Regions from separate parts of the Sus scrofa genome. Here region 1 is linked to region 2. The links are chromatin contacts, called in public HiChIP or PLAC-seq maps. All regions are on one chromosome and are shown on one strand. Each heading gives the region's core, a stretch centred on a gene start, on an enhancer-like site or on the middle of the called end of the contact. The rest is flanking DNA. Distances are from core to core; before and after follow the strand shown. Region 1 overlaps DPYSL2 (dihydropyrimidinase-related protein 2). Region 2 overlaps DPYSL2 (dihydropyrimidinase-related protein 2).

Evidence for each region. HiChIP or PLAC-seq counts read pairs in DNA pulled down with a chosen protein or histone mark.
Region 1: an H3K27ac HiChIP or PLAC-seq map of alveolar macrophages shows a contact between it and region 2. The contact joins two enhancer-like sites. A contact is called at or near these places in 6 of 47 Hi-C or Micro-C datasets (adipocytes, adipose tissue, fibroblasts and 3 more) and 1 of 2 datasets of contacts at active chromatin or transcription factors (alveolar macrophages).

What each region holds. Positions count from the first base shown.
Region 1 is chr14:10,446,237-10,449,401 of Sscrofa11.1, forward strand. All of the region lies in intron 1 of DPYSL2 (dihydropyrimidinase-related protein 2), which reads left to right. Among named protein-coding and RNA genes, the nearest start is that of DPYSL2, 19 kb to the left of the region's middle. Within about 2 kb of position 1,600, at least 4 of the 83 cell types and tissues checked have an H3K27ac peak or open chromatin away from gene starts, as enhancers often do. A contact at or near this core is called in alveolar macrophages, where this site is marked.
Region 2 is chr14:10,530,549-10,533,409 of Sscrofa11.1, forward strand. It overlaps DPYSL2 (dihydropyrimidinase-related protein 2), which reads left to right. Exons shown (of 14, transcript XM_001927801.6): 10 at 471-612. Among named protein-coding and RNA genes, the nearest start is that of DPYSL2, 100 kb to the left of the region's middle. Within about 2 kb of position 1,258, at least 1 of the 83 cell types and tissues checked has an H3K27ac peak or open chromatin away from gene starts, as enhancers often do. A contact at or near this core is called in alveolar macrophages, where this site is marked.

The sequences.
Region 1 (3,165 bases), core at 350-2,849, 84 kb before region 2:
TCCTTTTCACATGCCTATCAGCCATATAGAAGCATTCTTGTTTCCCTGTGATTTCACCAATTGAAATAAAATTTTAAAAATTTAAAAATAAAAAAAAAAAAGAAATTCTCGTCATGTCACAGTGGAAAAGAATCCTACTAGGAACCATGAGATTGTGGGTTCGATTCCTGGTCTTGCTCAGTGGGTTAAGGATCCGGCATTGCTGTGAGCTGTGGTATACAGGCTGCAGATGCAGCTCAGATCCTGCCTTGCTGTGGCTGTGGTGTAGGCTGGCAGCTGTAGCTCTGCTTAGACCCCTAGCCTGGGAACTTCCATATGCAGTGTGTGCTGCCCTAAAAAGCAAAAAAATAAAAATAAAAAAAATAAAAAAACTTTGCCTGTCACATACGTTTCATGTTTCACTTGCCTTTGTCTGATGAGCCTATTTCCATATGGTTACTGATCATGTCCAGTGTTTCTTTTTGTGAACAGTCTGTTTATAACTGTTACTCATTTTTCTGTGGGAATATTTGTCTTTTGCTTGTTGATTTCTAAGAGTTGTTTATTTTGGGTATCACGACTCAGTCTTCAACCGGCTCCAGTATAGCTTCCTGAAACTTGTCACGGTCATAGCATTTTCCACGGAGTGAATTCAGTGGGTACTTTCCTGTCATTATCTTCCTCTATAACCGGGCAGTTTACCGAGGTGCCTATTGTACTGCATTTGAGGACCTTTGGGCTGGGCTAAGAAAATGTGACCACTAGATGGCAGTAGCACGCAATGAGCTTTATTTGGGTGTAGCTTTGACAAGTCGCTAGGGAAGAAAGTCCCTTCCAGCCCATGACCTTCTAGGACAGAGGCCTGGACTGCCAGCCAGAAAGGAAAGAGGGCAGGGGACTTTTGGCGGGGAGGGGTTTGGTACTGAGCGGAGCGGTTAGGGCCTGATGACTAGTGATGTTACCTGGTAGCACAATTGGGTGTCTCTGGGTCAAAGGCTAGAAGGGCTGCAGCACCCGGATGTCTTTTATATTTGCAAGCTTTGTTTTTTATCTTTGGCTTGCAGATAGTGGGTGCAGTTTTTCAAGATACGCAAAACAGGGAGTTCCTGTTGTGGCACAGCGGAAACGAATCCGACTAGTGTAGGTGAGGATGCGGGTTCAATCCCTGGCCTCGTTGTGGGTTGGGGATCCAGCGTTGCTGTGAGCTGTGGTGTAAGTAGCAGACGCCCCTCGGATCCTGCATTGTTGTGGTGTAGGCGGGCAGGTGTAGCTCCAATTCGACCCTTAGCCTGGAAACCTCCATATGCCGTGTACAGCGCTAAAAAGCAGGAAAAAAAAAAAAAAAAAAAGCAAAACAGGCAGATTCTAAATGGTTAAAATATGCTTATTGGGCTATAGTTAAAGCAACTGGATGTGTGAAATTTTGAGTTTCATGCTGGTGGGCTTAGACCCAACTGTCCCAGCGTTCAGTGAAAAAGTAACAGGGACTAAGATAGAGGGGCCACCTTTAACCCATTTATTTAAATACTCTTTTTTTTTTTTTTTTGAAACTGCCTCTGATTTCTGTGATGCTGCAATCCCTGGTTTCCTCCTAATCACTAGCCTCCTTCTCAGTGTCTTTGCTGATTCACACTCTTCTCACTGTCCTCTAAATCACGGCTTCTTGTGTACTCAGGACGGCTTGACACAGTCTTCAAAATTATTGATGACCCCAAAAGCTTTTGTTTCTGTAGGTTATAGCTCTTTATACTAAGGCTGGGTAGGATTTCTCTTGTGGCACAGTGGGTCAGGGGTCTGGAGTTGTCACTGCGGCAGCTTGGGTCACTGCTGTGGGGCAAGTTCAATTCCTGTCCTGGGGAATTCCACATGCTGCAGGCACAGCCAAAAGAAAAATTTAAAAAGTAAATAAAGCTGGGGAATTAAAAAAAAAAAAAAACTTTTTTTTTTTTTTTTTGGTCTTTTTACGGCCCCACCCAAGGCATATGGAAGTTCCCAGGCTAGGCGTTGAATCAGAGCTGTAACTGTCAGCCTACACCACAGCCACAGCAACACGGGATCTAAGCTGTGTCTGCAACCTAGACCACAGCTCATCGCGACGCCAGATCCCTGACCCACCGAGCAAGGCCAGGGATCGAGCCCTCATTCTCACAGATAATAGTTGGTTTGTTACTGCTGAGCCGCAACGGGAACTTCCTCATTTATGATTTTTATTTGTTTGAATTTTCTCTCTTTTTTCCTGAGTTTCCCAAGCTACGGGTTTGTCAATTTTGTTTTATCTTTTTTGAAAAAGAACAGGTTTTTTTTCCTTTTCTTTTCTTTCTTTTTTTTTTTGTCTTTTGTCCTTTGAGGGCTGCACCCGAGGCATATGGAGGTTCCCAGGCTAGGGGTCCAATCAGAGCTGTAGCTGCTGGCCTACACCACAGCCACAACAATGTCAGATCCTTAACCCACTGAGCAAGGCCAGGGATCGAACCCACAACCTCATGGTTCCTAATTGGATTTGCTTCTGCTTCGCCATAACGGAACTGGTCTTCTTTTTGTTGATCTTTTCTATTGGTTTTTCTGATCTCTATTTCATGTTTATTTCTGTGCTGATCTTTGTTATTTCCTTCCTTCTGTTAACTTTGGACTTTTTTTTTTTTTTTTTTTTTTTGTCCTTTTGCCATTTCTTGGGCCGCTTCCGCGGCATATGGAGGTTCCCAGGCTAGGGGTCGAATCGGAGCTGTAGCCACTGGCCTACGGCCAGAGCCACAGCAACACGGGATCTGAGCTGTGTCTGCAACCTACACCACAGCTCTTGGCAATGCTGGATCGTTAACCCACTGAGCAAGGCCAGGAACCAAACCCGCAACCTCATGGTTCCTAGTCGGATTTGTTAACCACTGCGCCACGATGGCAACTCCTGGACTTTTTTTGGTTCCTGAGAGTATAAAGTTAGGTTGTTTATTTGTGATTTTTTTTTTAAAAAGTAAGTGTTTATTACTATAAACCTCCCTTTTAGAACTTCTTTTGCTAGATTCTATAAGTTTGGTGTGTTGTGTTTCCACTTTCATTTGTTTCAAGATATTTTAAAATTTCCCTTTTAATTTCTTCTTTGAGTCATTGATTGTTCAGGAGTGTGTTGCTTAATTTCACATATTTCTGAAGTTTACTGTTTTCCTCAGGTTATTGATTTCTAGTTTCATA
Region 2 (2,861 bases), core at 8-2,507:
GTGGGTTAAGGATCCGGCATTGCCGTGAGCTGTGGTGTAGGTTGCAGATGCAGCTTGGATCCAGTGTTGCTGTGGCTGTGGTGTAGACCGGCAGCTACAGCTCCGATTTGACCCTAGTCTGGGAACCTCCATATGCCGCAGGTGCAACCCTAAAAAGACCAAAAAAAAAAAAAAAAGAAAGAAAGAAAAAAAGAAAAAATACGTTCAGGGAGTTCTTGCCGTGGCACGTGAGTTAAGAATCTGACTGCAGTGGCTCAAGTTGCTGCAGAGGCGCAGGTTCAATCACCGGTCTGGCACAGTGGTTTAAAGTTTCCAGTGTTGCCACAGCTGTGGCATAGGCCAGCAGCTGCAGCTTGGATTCAATCCCTGGCCTGGAAACTTCCATATGCCTTGGGTGTGGCCATTAAAAAAAAAAGGATGATGTGAGGTCAAGGATTAGTGAGAAAGCCAGTCGTATGTTTTCCTTGCAGTGGAGACCTGCAGGTCACTGGCAGCGCCCACTGTACTTTCAACACTGCCCAGAAGGCCGTAGGGAAGGACAACTTCACCCTGATCCCTGAGGGTACCAACGGCACGGAGGAGAGGATGTCCATCATCTGGGATAAGGCTGTGGTAAGGAGTGCTGGTCTCACGAATGGGCGGGGCTCAGCTTTCACCGGAAGGTCTTGGGTCTCCTGGGGGCCTTGAAATGGTAATTGAGAAAATTCTAGAAACTGGTACTTGGGTTACAATGCTTCCTTTTTTTTTTTTTTTTTTTGTCTTTTTGCTATTTCTTTGGGCCGCTTCTGCAGCATATGGAGGTTCCCAGGCTAGGGGTCTAATCGGAGCTGTAGCCGCCGGCCTATGCCAGAGCCACAGCAACGCGAGCCGCTATCTGCAACCTACACTACAGCTCATGGCAACGCCGGATCGTTAACCCACTGAGCAAGGGCAGGGACCGAACCCGCAACCTCATGGTTCCTAGTCCGATTCATTAACCACTGCGCCACGACGGGAACTCCTACAATGTTTCTTAGGTTTGGAAATCTAAGACCACACCTCCTAGGTGATTTCCTCCTAAGTATCGCATATGCATTTCTCATTGTTTTCATCTTTCTACCAGTATAGACTGAAAAAAACCTGGTCTTTAAAGTATGACTCTTGGGAGTTCCCTGGTGGTCGAGTGGTTAGGATTTGGTGCTTTCACTGCTATGGCTTGGGTTCACTCCCTAGTCTGGGAACTGAGATCCCACATCAAGCCGCTGCATGTCACAGCCAAAAAAAAAAGGAAGGAATGACGCTTTTGATCAGAGCTTCCTTAGCAACCTGGTGGCTTACTTAATCTTCTACTTTTAGAAATGGACTCAATTTCCTTAAAACTGTCTTTCGGACTCTTGGGGCTTAGTGTTCATTTCCATTCCCGGCTTCTGGCAGGCCTGCTTTGAACATACACTGACCTTGTTTTTTTTAATAGTTTGAAATGTAATAACAATATGTTTTCTGTTTCTTAATGAGTGTTTTCAATTATATACATAACCATATATCCTTATTGCAAAAAGAATAAGGAAGTTGTGGAGTTCCCATCATGGCTCAGCAGAAAGGAATCTGACTAGTATCCATTAGTATCCATGAGGATGAAGGTTCGATCCTTGGCCTCACTCAGTGGGTTAAGAGTCCAGTGTTGCTGTAAGCTGTGGTGTAGGTTGCAGACTAGGCTCGAATCTGGCTTTGCTGTGGCTTTGCTGTGGCTTTGCTGTGGCTGTGGCTTTGCTGTGGCTTTGCTGTGGCTGTGGTGTAGGCTACATCTCCAATTCAGCCCCTGGCCTGGGAACCTCCATATGCTGCGGGCGTGACTCTAAAAAGACAAAAAAAAAGAATAAGAAAGTAAATAAAAAGCAATTAACACTGTTTCAGATACAACTACCATGAACATTTTGGCGGATCTTTCATTTTTTGCCAGTGAGAGGATGCATGTGTATGTACATGATACGTGTGTGCGTGTGTGTAAATAATGCTGGCATCATATATACTATTTTTGTAGCCTGTCTTTTTTTTTTTTTTTTTTTTTTGCTTTTTAGGGCTGTTCTTGCAGCATATGGACGTTTCCAAGCTAGGGGCTGAATCAGAGCTGTAGCCATTGGCTTATGCCACAACCACAGCAACGCGGGACCCAAACTGTGTCTGCGACCTACACCACAGCTCATGGCAACGCCAGATCCTTAACCCACTGAGCAGGGCCAGGCTTCGAACCTGCAACCTCATGGTTCCTAGTTGGGCTCATTTCCACTGCGCCATGACGGGAACTCCATAGCCGGCTGATCTTTTAAAAAATGTATTTCATGAAGAAGTCTACGTATCCTTAATCATACTTGAAAAACTTGGTTTTTAATAGCAGACCATTCCATCTTAATGCTGAGGTGTAATTCATCTGTAATTCTTTGGTTGACCCTTTATTTTGTTTTTGATTTTCTTACTGGGATGAACATCCTTATAGATACCTCCTTAGACACATCTTTAATGACGCTAGAAGGAGAAATTTCTAGAAGTGGTATTACTGGGTCAAAGGTGTGCATATTTTTAAGGCTTTTGATATATATTGTCAGAGTTCCCTCTAGAAAGAGTGCACCAATTTGTATGCTGCCTACAGTATAAAGGTATTTCCAGTTACTTCCACCAGGTCTGAATTGGTGTTATTATCAAGAAAACCCAGGGAGTTCCACAGTGGGTTAAGTAGCCAGTGTTGTCACCGCAGCAGCCCAGATCACTGCTGTGCCCTGTGTTTGATCCTTGGCCGAGAAACTTCCACAGGCTGTGGGCCTGGCCAAAAACAACAAAACAAAACATAACAACCCCCCTCTGAAAGTATCACCGATTGGATTGTG